Regions from separate parts of the Ovis canadensis genome. Here region 1 is linked to region 2. A link is a contact called in public Hi-C data. All regions are on one chromosome and are shown on one strand. The core of a region is the stretch at or near the end of the contact, and the rest is flanking DNA. Distances in the headings are between cores, read along the strand shown.

Region 1 (6,775 bases), core at 2,383-4,882, 67 kb after region 2:
ATTCTATGCATGTTGAAGTGCTTAGTTGTGAAACATACTGTTGTCTGCAACTTTGAACTGCATCACAAAAGATGGATTGATAAATGCGGGGATGGATAGATGTGTTAAAACAAATACTTCCCTGAGGGCTCAGCCAGTAAGGAATCTGCCTGCAATGTGAGAGACCTTGGTTCTATTCCTGAGTCGCAAAGATCCCCTGGAAAAGGCAATGGCAACCCACTCCAGTATTCTTACCTGGAGAATTCCATGGACAGAGGAGCCTGGCAACCTATGGTCCATGAGGTCGCAAAGAGTCAAGCTTGACTGAGCGACTAACACACAAAACAAATACAGCAAAATATTAATTGTAGAATCTTGATGCTAGGTATATGGTGTTCAGTGTAAAAGCCTTTCAATCTTTCTGTACATGTTGGAATATATTTTCAGAATAAAATATTTGGGGTGCCAGGGGCTGAGAACAGAGGAATGGGAGTTATTGTCTCAGTTCAGTTCAGTTCAGTCACTCAGTCGTGTACAACTCTCTATGACCCCATGAACAGAAGCACATCAGGCCTCCCTGTCCATTACCAACTCCTGGAGTCCACCCAAACCCATATCCATTGAGTCGGTGATGCCATCCAACCATCTTATCCTCTGTCATCCCCTTCTCCTCTTGCCCTCAATCTTTCCCAGCATCGGGATCTTTTCAAATGAGTCAGCTCTATGGCAACCCACTCCAGTGTTCTTGCTTGGAGAATCCCAAGGATGGGAGAGCCTGGTGGGCTGCCGCCTATGGGGTCACACAGAGTCGGACACGACTGAAGCGACAGCAGCAGCAGCAGCAGCAGCAGCAGCAGCAGCAGCAGCTCTTCTCATCAGGTGGCCAAAGTATTGGAGTTTCAGCTTCAGCATCAGTCCTTCCAATGAACACCCAGGACTGATCTTCTTTAGGAATGACTGGTTGGATCTCCTTGCAGTCCAAGGGACTCTCAAGAGTCTTCTCCAACACCACACTTCAAAAGCATTAATTCTTTGGTGCTCAGCTTTCTTCATAGTCCAACTCTCACATCCATACATGACCACTGGAAAAACCATAGCCTTGACTAGACGGACCTTTGTTGGCAAAGTAATGTCTCTGCTTTTTAATATGCTGTCTATGTTGGTCATAACTTTCCTTCCAAGGAGTAAGTGTCTTTTAATTTCATGGCTGCAGTCACCATCTGCAGTGATTTTGGAGCCCAGAAAAATAAAATCAGCCACTGTTTCCACTGTTTCCCCATCTGTTTGCCATGAAGTGATGGGATCAGATGCCATGATCTTAGTTTTCTGAATGTTTAAGTCAGCTTTTTCAGTCTCCTCTTTTACCTTCATCAAGAGGCTCTTTAGTTCTTCACTTTCTGCCATAAGGGTGGTGCCATCTGCATATCTGAGGTTATTGATATTTCTCCCGGCAATCTTAATTCCAGCTTGTGCTTCCTCCAGCCCAGCGTTTCTCATGATGTACTCTGCATATAAGTTAAATAAGCAGGGTGACAATATACAGCCTTGATGTACTCCTTTTCCTATTTGGAACCAGTCTGTTGTTCCATGTCCAGTTCTAACTGTTGCTTCCTGACCTGCATATAGGTTTCTCAAGAGGCAGGTCAGGTGATCTGGTGTTCCCATCTCTTTCAGAATTTTCCACAGTGTATTTGTGATCCACACAGTCAAAGGCTTTGGCATAGTCAGTAAAGCAGAAATAGATGTTTTTCTGGAACTCTCTTGCTTTTTCAGTGATTCAGCAGATGTTGGCAATTTGATCTCTGGTTCCTCTGCCTTTTCTAAATCCAGCTTGAACATCTGGAAGTTCACGGTTCATGCATTGCTGAAGCCTGACTTGGAGAATTTTAAGCATCACTTTACTTGCGTGTGAGATGAGTGCAGCTGTGCGGTAGTTTGAGCATTCTTTGGCATTGCCTTTCTTTGGGATTGGAATGAAAACTGACCTTTTCCAGTCCTGTGGCCACTGCTGACTTTTCCAAATTTGCTGGCATATTGAGTGCGGCACTTTCACAGCATCATCTTTCAGGATTTGAAAGAGCTCAACTGGAATTCCATCACCTCCACTAGTTTTGTTCGTAGTGATGCATCACCTCCACTAGCTTTGTTCATAGTGATGCATCCTAAGGCCCACTTGACTTCACATTCCAGGATGTCTGGTCTAATGGGTACAAAGTTTCTGTTTCAGAATAATGAAACTTTTCTGAAAATAGTGGTGATGGTTATACAATATCTGAATGCAGTTAATGGTAATGGATTGTATACTGAAAAATAGTCAGTGTGGTGAATTTTATGTTATGTATATTTTACAATTAAAAAAAAAATTTTGAGGGCATTCCCTTGCAGTCCAGTGGTTATGACTTGCGGCTTTCACTGCAAGGGGCTGGTTTAGATCCCTGGTTGGTGAACTAAAATCCCGCAAGCTGCATGGTGAGTCCAGATGAAAAAAATACTGGGGGAAAATTCATATGGAAGTCTCCATGCTTTCTCTGGAACCAGTCTGGGATACGACACAGAGAGAAGGGAGAAGGGAGCAGGCTGTGTGAGTGTGCTGGGCCTACTTTGAGCACAGGGTAGGGGGCAGAGAGAACATAGGCTTCGGAAATAGACACAGACATACATTCATAATCCCAGCTTTCATTTTCTAGCTCGTAATTATATTTGTTTCTTATTGTTATAGCTACTATAACAAATTACCACAAATTTGGTGGCTTAAAACAAGACAAACTGATTATCTTGCAGTTCTAGAGGCCTAAAATGTGTCTCATTGGACTAAAATCAAGAGCTGTGTTCCTTCTGGCGAATCTAGAGGGGAACCCATTCCTCTAGCCTTTTCCAGCTTCAAGAAACCTGTATCCCATATGGCTTGGTTCATGGCCCTTTCTTCCATTTTCTAGGCTAGCAGTAACATCTTCAAATCAGCCTTTCTCTCTTTCTTTCACACACACACAAACACACACATGTCCACTTATTCATCACATCTCCTCTGACTCTCTACCCTCCCTTATAAGAATACTAATTGAGCCTACCCAGACAACCCAGGGTAGTCTCCCCATGTCAAGATCCTTAATTTATCACATCTGCAAAGTCCCTTTTGCTATGTTAAGTAACATACAAAAGGAATCTGGGGATTAGGATGTAGACATATTTGGGGGGGTATCATTATTCTGCTTACAACAATGATATTAAATTTTTTTCTGTGCCACTAGAAGAAGGCTCGCTCTCTTCCCTGGTGGCTCAGAGGTTAAAGCGTCTGCCTCCAATGCGGGAGACCTGTGTTCGATCCCTGGGTCAGGAAGATCCCCTGGAGAAGGAAATGGCAACCCATGCCAGTATTCTTGCCTGGAGAATCCCATGGATGGGGGAGCCTGGTAGGCTACAGTCCATGGGGTCGCAAAGAGTCGGACACGACTGAGCGACTTCACCTTACCTTAGTAGTCATATGTCAAAACAACATTTAAGAGGAAAAATATTTTTCATTTTTATTTTTTCCTAACAGACTTATTGAGACACAATTCACATACCATACGATTTAAAGCAAATAATTTGATGGTTTTTAGTATAGTCATAGCTATGCATTTTCATCTTTCTCCATTTTTTTCTCTTTATTTTTTATTTATTTATTTATTTATTTTTACTTTACAATACTGTATTGGTTTTGCCATACATTGACATGAATCTGTCACGGGTATACATGAGTTCCCAATCCTGAATCCCCCTCCCATCACCCTCCCCATATCATCTCTCTGGGTCATACCAGTGCACCAGCCCCAAGCATCCAGTTTTAAATATAAGGAAACAAAGGCTTGCGACATTAAGGAAACTTGCTTAGAGACATTAAGGAAACATCAAAACTGCAGGTCTGGTGTAACAAAGTGCCTTTCAGGAGCTGAGATTCCAGTTCAGGCCTGGACTCCCTTCACCAGGTTAGACCAGCCTCTGTCTCTCTTTCTCTCTCTCTGGGAGCAGCCTGGTGTAGTAGTTAAACTAACAGGCTTAGACTTGGCTTCCAGGGTTTGTTTTGCTATCTAAAAGCTATGTGACATCTGGTAAAACTTCCTGGAGCCTTGGTTTCCTTATTTGAAAAATGTAGGCAATTCGATAAATGAGCGAGCTGACTCACCTGTAAGATGCCTTCTAGCTAGTCATTCCAAGGTTTAATGAGGGAAAAGAAAATTAAAAACAAATTCCCTATGCATTCAGTGCAATGAGAGGGATACGCATTCCCTGAAGACAGAGGCTCGCTCTCTTCCCTTGTACTCTGAGCACTTGGTCACAGGTCTCAGTTCTTCACTGATGTGTCTCAGACGGATGGAAAAGACAAATGAGTAAAATGACACAAAGACCGATAAGCGTTGAAGGAACTGGGGGTGGGGGGCACCGGGAGCAGCAGGCTCGGTCAGGGGGCGAGGGCTGGAGGGCGGTCTACACAGAAACGGACAAAGGTCCCGTGAGTGTAAACATAGATGGGAGGGATCAGAGGCAGCTCTTCCCCAAGGCCAAGTTCAGCCGCTGTGTGAGGGCTAGAGGGGAGGAAGTCTGTGTTGGAGGCAAGGTCTTGAAAATAAATCTTCAGAGAAGAAATTGGTGACACTAATCCACGCGCGGCCCAGCTGCAGTCTCCGTCCCCTCCCACCACATCCACTCGTCCGCGCGACTTGGTATGCTCCGCCACCACAATAAGCCTCCTTCCTCTGGCGTGCTATTGGTACAGCCCAAGTTCACAGAAAGACACGCCCCTTGCCACGCCTGCTTTCTCTGATTGGCTAGAAAATTTAAAGATCCTGCAGGTGATAGGATGATTCTCTACTCCCAGAATTTGAAAGTTTCCAGTGTGCTACTTATGCCTGCAGGCCGACTTTTCTCAACTGGTTCGTCCGAGTGCTGGGACAAGTGAGTGTCCACCTGATACCAGACGTGGGAGGCAGAATGTTCTTCTTCAAGGGGTCCCTGCCGGGAGGGTGCATACGAATGAATCAGACGGCGCGTTGACTGGTTCCCGGAAGCCAGGGTCCCTCCGCTATTTCCGTAGCCAAATAATTTCTACTTCCACCCCACCTTAGAGATGGGAAGCACCAGAGCTTCCGAATCACACGATCCCTGACTCCTACCAGCCGTTGTGGTCTCTTTTAGTCTGTTTTCCACTTCTGTACATGGGAAAGAGTGACACTAGCTTGGCTGCATATAAACCAGTGAAGGTAGCTGGGAGAGGGAAGGCGCTGATAACATGTCAGTCCTGTTTACCTCCACAAGTGAGTCTCCTGCTTCCTTGCGGAGAGGACAGAAGATTCCCGTGCCTGCCCTGGGTCTCTTAAAAGCAAGCTTCTATTCTGTTCAGGGGCTCCCTTCTTCTGTGGCTCTTGTCGGACAGCAGAGGTTCCCAATCCTTAGTGCGCTTGACGTTGCCCATCCGCAGCTCTGGAAATTATTGTGTGGGAGAGAAATGTCTAGGAGAATTTCCTGTTTGCCCCAGGGTGCTTTTACAGTCTCCGTGACCTCTTTGTGTTACCAGTGACAGCCCTGGGACCCTTTGTGGCTTTGACTGGGCTCCCTATCCAGACTTCCGTACCACCTATGATGTCCCCTGAGTCCCTGTAACGCCTGTACTCCTGTCTTTTTGCAGACCTGCAGAGGCGGGGGCGATGCTTTCGGGCGCCCAGGCAGCGGCCGCAGAATGTGAGGACGGAGAACTGCGGTGCCGTGTGGCTGTGGAGGAGCTGAGCCCCGGTGGGCAGCCGCGAAGGCGCCAGTCCCTACGCACGGCGGAGCTGAACCTGGGTCGTAACGAGCGCGGCGAGTTGATGCTGAGGTTGCAGGCGCCCGGGCCCGCTGGGCGGCCGCGCTGCTTCCCCGTGCGCGCCGCGCGCCTCTTCACCCGCTTCGCTGCAGCCGGGCGCAGCACTCTGCGGTTCCCCGCCGACAGCACTCCCCGGGCCAGCGCCGTCCAGCTGCTGCTCTCCGATTGCCCCCCGGACCGCCTGCGCCGCTTCCTGCATACGCTGCGCCTCAAGCTGGCTGTAGCCCCGGGTCCCGGGCCGGGCTCCGCCCGCACGCAGCTGCTTGGCCCGCGGCCCCGCGACTTCATCAGCATCAGCCCGGTGCAGCCCGAGGAGTTGCGGCGCGCGGCGGCCACCCGGGTCACGGATACCAGGCCGGTGAAGCGGCCCACGGAACCTCCGGCGGGAGCCAAGCCCCGCACCGTGAGGACAGGAAAACGGGGGTAGCCTTGGGGAGGGGGAGATGGAAGAGACCGAGGAAGCCCAAGTTTAGGGGGAAGATGGTGGTGGTATTTGAGATGGCTGCTGATTACTTCAGAGGAAATATTCATCAGGCTTCTGAGATTAACGGAAATATGGGAGTTGTGCGTGTGTTTCTCATAGTGCAATCCTTGAGACTGAGCAGTGAGAATAGGAAAAATGTGCTTAGGTCATGTTAAGAGAGAGCAGAGAAGGTGCTTCAGAAGAAATGTGGGAATGAGGTCCTCCTGGAGGAGGAGAGGAGGTTTTGGAGAGAATAAAGTGATCAGCTGTGTTAGGGGCAGCCCACAAGTCCAATCAGATGCGGGGAGGTGTTGGGGGACAAAGACTGGTGGATGTGACAGTGTTCGCAAACTGGAGCAGATGGATCACAAACCACAGAGAAGATGGAGATGGGGCAAAAAGGGGCCTTGGCTAAGCAGGGTTGGCTTGGGAGATTTTAGGTCAAAGAGACAGATTGTGACAGGAAGAGTTGTAAGAAGGAAGGATGGGTGAGAGGA
Region 2 (6,739 bases), core at 3,112-5,611:
AGTATCTCTATAAGTAAAGCTTCATTTTAAAACATAACTAAAATACCATTTTCACACTTGAAAGTTAACAGTAATTCCTTAATATCATCAATTCAGTGTTCCACTTTTCCCAACTGTGATATGTATATATTTGTACTATAGTTTATTCTAATCAGAATTCCAATAAGCTCCATACAGTGAAATTGCTGATTTGTCTCTTAAGTCTCTTAATCTACAAGTTCCACTCTGTGCAGGCACTCTCTCTCTCCCGCCCCCTACCCGTCACAATTTATTTATTGATTCACTGCACTGGGTTGTGTATCCTATAGAGATTCCCACAGTCTATATTTTGCTTGTGACTTCCCTAGAATAACATTTACCACACTCTTCTTCCTCCTGTGTTTCCTATAAATTGGTAGATTGATCAAAAATTTTGTAAACAGAGTTTTAGAGAGGCTCCTTTCGTAAGCGGTGTGCATTTTCATTAAAAGTACAAAACATCTTTTCCCTCTTTGTATGAAGTTAGCAGCCATTGATGATTTCCCAAATTTATTTCTTAAACCACTGTGATATTGTGATTCATAATAACAAATACATACTTTGTCTTTGTCCCCATTTCTGGAGCAGAGCTCCTAAAATCCTTGGAAACTTGCACCTGTGGCATGCCAGAAAGGTGTCTTTTGTTATGCTAGTGAGGTGATTTGGGAAACCTCTAGGTGTGGCTCAGATGGTAAAGAGTCTGCCTGCAATGTGGGAGACCCAGGTTCAATCCCTGGGTTGGAAAGATCCCTTGGAGATGGAAATGGCAACCCACTCCAGTATTCTTGCCTGGAAAATAGCGTGGGTGGAGAAGCCTGGTGGGCTACAGTCCATGCGGTCGCAAAGAGTCGGAGATGACGGAACAACTAACACCTCCATTTTTCTAGATGTCCTAAGACTTGGGGCTTGGTTGCCTGGGGAGCCAGTTGAGATTAGATGGTGGGAACTTTCAGTCATCTTTCCTCCCCAAACTCTGAGGAAGAGAGAAGGGCTGGAATTTGAATCAGTCACCACTGGTCAATTATTTCATCAATCATTCCTATGTAATGAAAGCTCCATAAAAGTCAAAGCCGAGGGGAATCAGAGAGCTTCTAGATTGGTAAACACATGGAGATTCCGGGAGAGCAACGACCTGGAGCTAGGGCAGGGGGAGGTGGGGTGGTTTCACTCTCCATACCTTCACTGTGCATCTCTTCTGTAAGGCTGTTCCTGGGTTATATCCTTTTATAACAAACAGTAAAGATAGGGATGATAACTGTTATTGGGTTGATCTTATTTCTAAGACCTTTCAGTAGATAAAGCTAGGAAATGTTCGTTCATTTCTCCTCGGATGAAACATATCACAAGTTCCTACTCATGACTATCAACTCAAATTCAAGACAATAGGGTTTTACCTAACATCATCAAAATTACATCTGTGTTTTTGTTCTCCCATGTTGGAAGTCCTCATTCACCTTACCCTATAATCTACTCACAACAGTCTCAGAATAACAATTTCAACACAATAACCAATAACTTGATTCCTGAAAACTTTGTTTTTAAAGTTTGTCTTGCCATTTTGCATACATCCCACCAGGGACCTATAGCTGGCCCTCCATATCTGCAGGGCCTGAATCCAAAGATTCAATCAGCCCCAGGTCGAAAATATTTGGGAAAAAAAATCCAGAAAGTTTCAAAAAAGAAAACTTGAATTTGTCACATACTGACATAGCATTACATTGTATTCAGAATTACGGGTAATCTGGAGATAATTTAATGTGGGATGATGTGGGTAAACTAGATGCAAACACTATGCCTCTCTATATGGAACCTGAACATCTGCAGATTTGGCCATCAGGGGTGCTGGAACCAATCCCTCGAAGATACCAAGAGGTAACTGTATAGTCCACACTACTGTTTTAAAGCCACTTTGAATAGTTCCTCTCTATGTGATTATGCTACCAACTCAACAGGCAGAGGTTTATTTATTTCATTTTGCTTTTTAAACAATTATTTAGTCATTTATTTATGTTTGTCTGTGCTGGGTCTTCACTGCTATGTGTGGGCTTTCTCTAGCGCTTTCTCCAGTTACTGCGAGTGGGGGCTAATCTCAATTTGTGAAGTGCCGACTTCTCATTCCAGTGGCTTTTCTTATTTCAGAGCATGGGCTCTAGAGCATTCCGGCTTCAGCAGCTGTGGCACATGGGCTCAGTAGCTGCAGCTTGCAGCATGTGGAATCTTCCCAGAGCAGGGATTGAACCCATGTTCCCTGCATTGGCAGACAGATTCTCAACTAATGGATCACCAGGTAAGTCCTCATTTTCCTTTTTAGATTTTTTCCATTCCAATTTTATTGAGCTGTAATTGGCATACAGCACTGTGTGGATACCGATGTGATTTATATACATTATTAAGTGATTACCACACTAAGCTTAGTGAACATTCATCATCTCATGAAGATACAACATTAAAGAAAAGGGAAAAAAAAAATTTTCCCATGTGATGAGAACTCTTAGGATTTACTCTTTCATATATCACGTACAGCAGTGAACTGTTTAGATACGTTTAACATACTTTTGTTTTAGAACTATATAAAATGTTTACAGGTTTCAAAGTCAAGTCTCTGAAGGTTGTTATAGTCAGTTATCTAAGACCTGCAGCATCCTCCTGTTCTCTCCTCCACTCCATATCCAACTTTTATTCCCCACTGATGATCCAACTGACCAGTAGTGGCCTCCTGCCACCACAGATGCTCAGTGCAGACCCAGAGGCATCCTCTACACAGAGGAAACAGCTTCCCACAGACCTCCTGGAGCTTCCCCTGTGGTTCCCCTTCACAGCTGGACCAACTTGGCTTCTCAGAATGATTACTGACTCCGCTGATGCTGTAACTCCCCTTCTGGTCACTGTCTTCCCCAGCTCCTTCCACAACTGTGCAAGGCAAATTACTATCATAAAGCCTCTATCATGCAACCGCAAAGAGATTCTGTTTCCCAAATGGATCCGGACCGATACAACAACCTTCTACTGCTGTTGCTTAACCCCTTTCTAACAAAACAAAACAAAGATGCACATGACAAGCACAGAGTGGTAAAATATTGGCTGATTTTATGCCAGCACTTGGGAGCCGGGGGAGGCACTGGTTAGGGCATTACCCCTGTGAGGGCGGAGGGACCGAGAGTATCTGAAGGAGGGAGAGGAGGGGAATAGCAAAAGGCCCTGGCCAAGTGGGGTCAGGAGTGGCCAGCGGGAGGTCCCACAGAGGGACCTGTACTGAGTGGGCAGTTTGTGGGTGGGAAGGAGCATCCCCCACTATAACTGCTCCCACGAAGAAGGGTGGGTGGAGGAGCAGGCGCACAGGGAAGGAGCTGCCCAGCCAGCGTGACCCTGGACAAGTCTCTCCCTGGCTCTCCATAAGGAAAGCAGCACGGATGGTCTTTGAGGTCTCTGCCCACAAAAGCATTAAGAAGGCATGAATAATCCATTATCCGAAAACACTGAATAATGACCCAAAGGGAGGAGCAGCTGGATATTTTTCAGGCCTCAACACCCTGCTAAACTCATAAACCTTGGACCCGCACCCACTCTTCCCAGCACTTGTGTACCCATGGCCACCCTTGTCCAGTCCCAGCTTTGCCTCTAGCTGTCTGACTCTGGGATAATCACTAAATCTGTTTCTTAACTAGTGGATGATACCTCATCTGTGAATAATACCTTTTTATAGGGCCATTTCAAAATGCCTAGAGCAGTCCCCCGCACCCAGGGAGTGACCCATTATGGTGGTGATTATTATCTTGCTCTCCACCTGCCATCTGGACCATCCCATCTTGTCATCCCTAGGAATGCAAATGCTGCTGCTGCTGCTGCTAAGTCGCTTCAGTCGTGTCCGACTGTGTGCGACCCCCATATACGGCAGCCCAACAGGCGCTAGTAAATAGTAAATCTAAGCTCCATTTTACAGAGGAGACAGTGAAGTTCAAGAAAGGTTAATGATTCGCCCAGAGACACACTGCAAACAAGTATGAGTTCAGAGTGGAATCCAGCTAAGGCGCCTCACCAGCGCTGGTCCCGGGCGGGGCAGCGACCACGACTGCGGATAAGGACAGAGGACGTCCTTCAGGTGGGTCCGCGGGGGTAATCCAACTCTAGGGGGCAGCTCTGTCGTCAGGAGAAAAGCGATCTGGGGGAAAACCTGAGGAAACAGCGCAAGCAAGCACCCCGGTGGGGAGGAAACGGACAAGAGCTATGGGGCGCGCGGGCGCCCTGCTTCCCCAAGCTGCACTTCCCCCCGGAACTCCTCCGGGAGTGGGAGGAGCCGGTTCTGCTCGACTGCAGTTCCCATTGTCGACAAGCGGGGGAGCCAGAGCCGGCAAAGAGCTGAGAGTGTAAGGAATCTGTTGCCATCACCAGATAGGGTGGTGGACACAGGCTGTAGTCTGAGCTGTGGTTGACTGTGTCCTCCGGTGAAGGAGGAGGCTCTCCCTGCTGTGTCTTCCACTCTGGATTTCCTGCTGCTCTCTTCTCTGAGGCTTTCCCCAAAATTGCCAGTGAAAGTCCTCGAATGCCAGGCTAAGAACTTGGGTGAGGGCGAGTTGTGGCAGGGATGTTAGTAATGTGGCGTTAACTTCCAGTTTAATTCCCACTCCCCTTATTTCCCGCTTCACCAGGGACCTCCCAGAGAACCTTGAGCCTTTCTAATCTTGAAGGAAAAGGTAGAAAGACTTTATTCATACAGAACATTTGGAAATTACTGTGGGAAATGGCAACCCACTCCAGGACTCTTGCCTGGAAAATTCCATGGACAGAGGAGCCTGGTGGGCTACAGTCCATGTGGTCGCAAAGAGCGGGACAAGGGATGTGGAGAAGGGGTGTGATGACCTGGCATTCCTGGGTGGGGAAATGGGACAGCTTCGGGTGTGAGCCCCAGAGCAGGAGCCAGGGCCAGCCTGCTGTAAAAACCCAGTCCACCTGCACAGTGAGGTCTGGGTCCCAGGGCTCTGTAAGGAGGCCACCCAGGCCTGGACTGAGTCCAGGGATAGTGCCCACAGCCCAGGGCTCTGCCAGCCCAGTCAGTGTGGCCCCAGACCCAAAATGCTGCTCTTTCTTGCAGGTTCCCAGAGCCTATGGTCCAGTCTTTGGTGCCAGCTCTGGCTTTGATGGAAATAACTGTCCGCAGCTATCATTCTGCACCACGCTGCTATCCCCACTCCAATCCTGCCAGACAGCGAACCCTTGAAGACATGCATGGTGGCTAATTCAGCCCTGGTGTATTCATTTGAAAACGAGGCCTAATAATACTTGGCAAAACAATGCTCAAAAAATGTGCAAATAGTATGGAAGGTATGGAAACAAAAGCAGTGGAGGGGAAAATGGGACCAGATATTGAGGCAATTTGACAAGAGTTATCAGAATTTTTTAAAAGATACGTATACTTTATGCTCGACAACTCCTCTAAGAATCTACACCATAGAAGTAATATCAGTGAGCGGGCAGAGATAAATGTGCAAGAGTGTCTGCTGTAGTGTTGTCTGTAATGATAGCAAAGAACTGGAACCAATCCAAGAGTCTATCAGTAGAGGATGGTGAGATAAATTGAGGTGCAATCATTCAATGCAATGCTGAGCAACTGTTAAAAAGAACTGAGTGTGTCTGTAAGTGCTGAGGTAGGAAGAATCTCTGAAAGATAGCAAGACGCAGAATAGGAAGTAGAGGATGAGTCCATCTTTCTTTTTTACAAACATTCTCCCACCCACTGCCTTCAAACCTTTGTTGACTCTTCTTTTCCTGTCCTAGGCTGGCAATCCAGCAGATCCTTTGCTATGCAGTCCCTTTAAGATATTAACCATCTGGCCCAACCCAACTGAAATTCCAAGCTCTTTCATCTCCAAAGTACATCTATCACAGGTACATACCAGGCTTGTCATTTTAACTCATTTATTTCTCACCACAGGTGTCTGAAGTAGGGACTCTGATTATCATTCCCGTTTTACACGTGAGGTCATTATGGTATAGAGAGATTAAACAATTTTCCTAAAGTCACGCAGATCATAAATGGCAGAGCCAGGGTCTATGGCTCCAAAATCTATGCTCTCAACTCTTCCGTTATGTCACCCGAGGCTCACAGGACCATAAATAATAATTTTTCTTGTCTCAGGGTATCAGCAGGCACAGTATATAACATTAATCAGGTATACTGCTACTGCTGCTGCTAAGTCGCCTCAGTCGTGTCTGATTCTGTGTGACCCCAGAGACGGCAGCCCACCAGGCTCCCCCGTCCCTGGGATTCTCCAGGCAAGAACACTGGAGTGGGTTGCCATTTCCTTCTCCAGTGCATGAAAGTGAAAAGTGAAAGTGAAGTCGCTCAGTCATGTCCGACTCCTAGCGACCCCATGGACTGCAGCCTACCAGGCTCCTCCGTCCATGGGATTTTCCAGGCAAGAGTACTGGAGTGGGGTGCCATTGCCTTCTCCGATTAGATATGCTAGAATTAATTTAGCCATTTCCCTAATAATGGGCAGATAGATTTTTCCAGTCTCATGCTATCACAAACAATGCTGCGATGAATTTCTCCAGTCAGGTGTTTCTGTTGTGCTTTTGTGCACTTGTGGAAACATCTCAGTAGTTTAGATTCACGGAAGGGCAACTGCTAGCTCAAAGGATAAATTTAAGTTCCTCTCTTTTTAAAGTGTATCCATTTATTTATTTTTGGCTGTGTCTTCACTGTAGAGTGCAGGCTTCTCGT

What was found. Hi-C and Micro-C count contacts between places; a contact is called where the count stands out from the background.
Region 1: a contact with region 2 is called in a Hi-C map of fibroblasts, with 4 times the contacts expected there. The contact joins the promoter of PIF1 here to the enhancer-like site in region 2. A contact is called at or near these places in 2 of 2 Hi-C or Micro-C datasets (fibroblasts and lung).

Annotation. Positions count from the first base shown.
Region 1 is chr7:55,770,544-55,777,318 of ARS-UI_OviCan_v2, forward strand. PIF1 (PIF1 5'-to-3' DNA helicase) reads left to right here and starts at 3,633. Exons shown (of 13, transcript XM_069596186.1): 1 at 3,633-4,911; 2 at 5,642-6,218. The coding sequence starts at 4,817.
Region 2 is chr7:55,702,985-55,709,723 of ARS-UI_OviCan_v2, forward strand. No RefSeq gene overlaps it. Among named protein-coding and RNA genes, the nearest start is that of PTGDR, 41 kb to the left of the region's middle. Within about 2 kb of position 4,362, the one cell type or tissue checked has open chromatin away from gene starts, as enhancers often do. A contact at or near this core is called in fibroblasts, where this site is marked.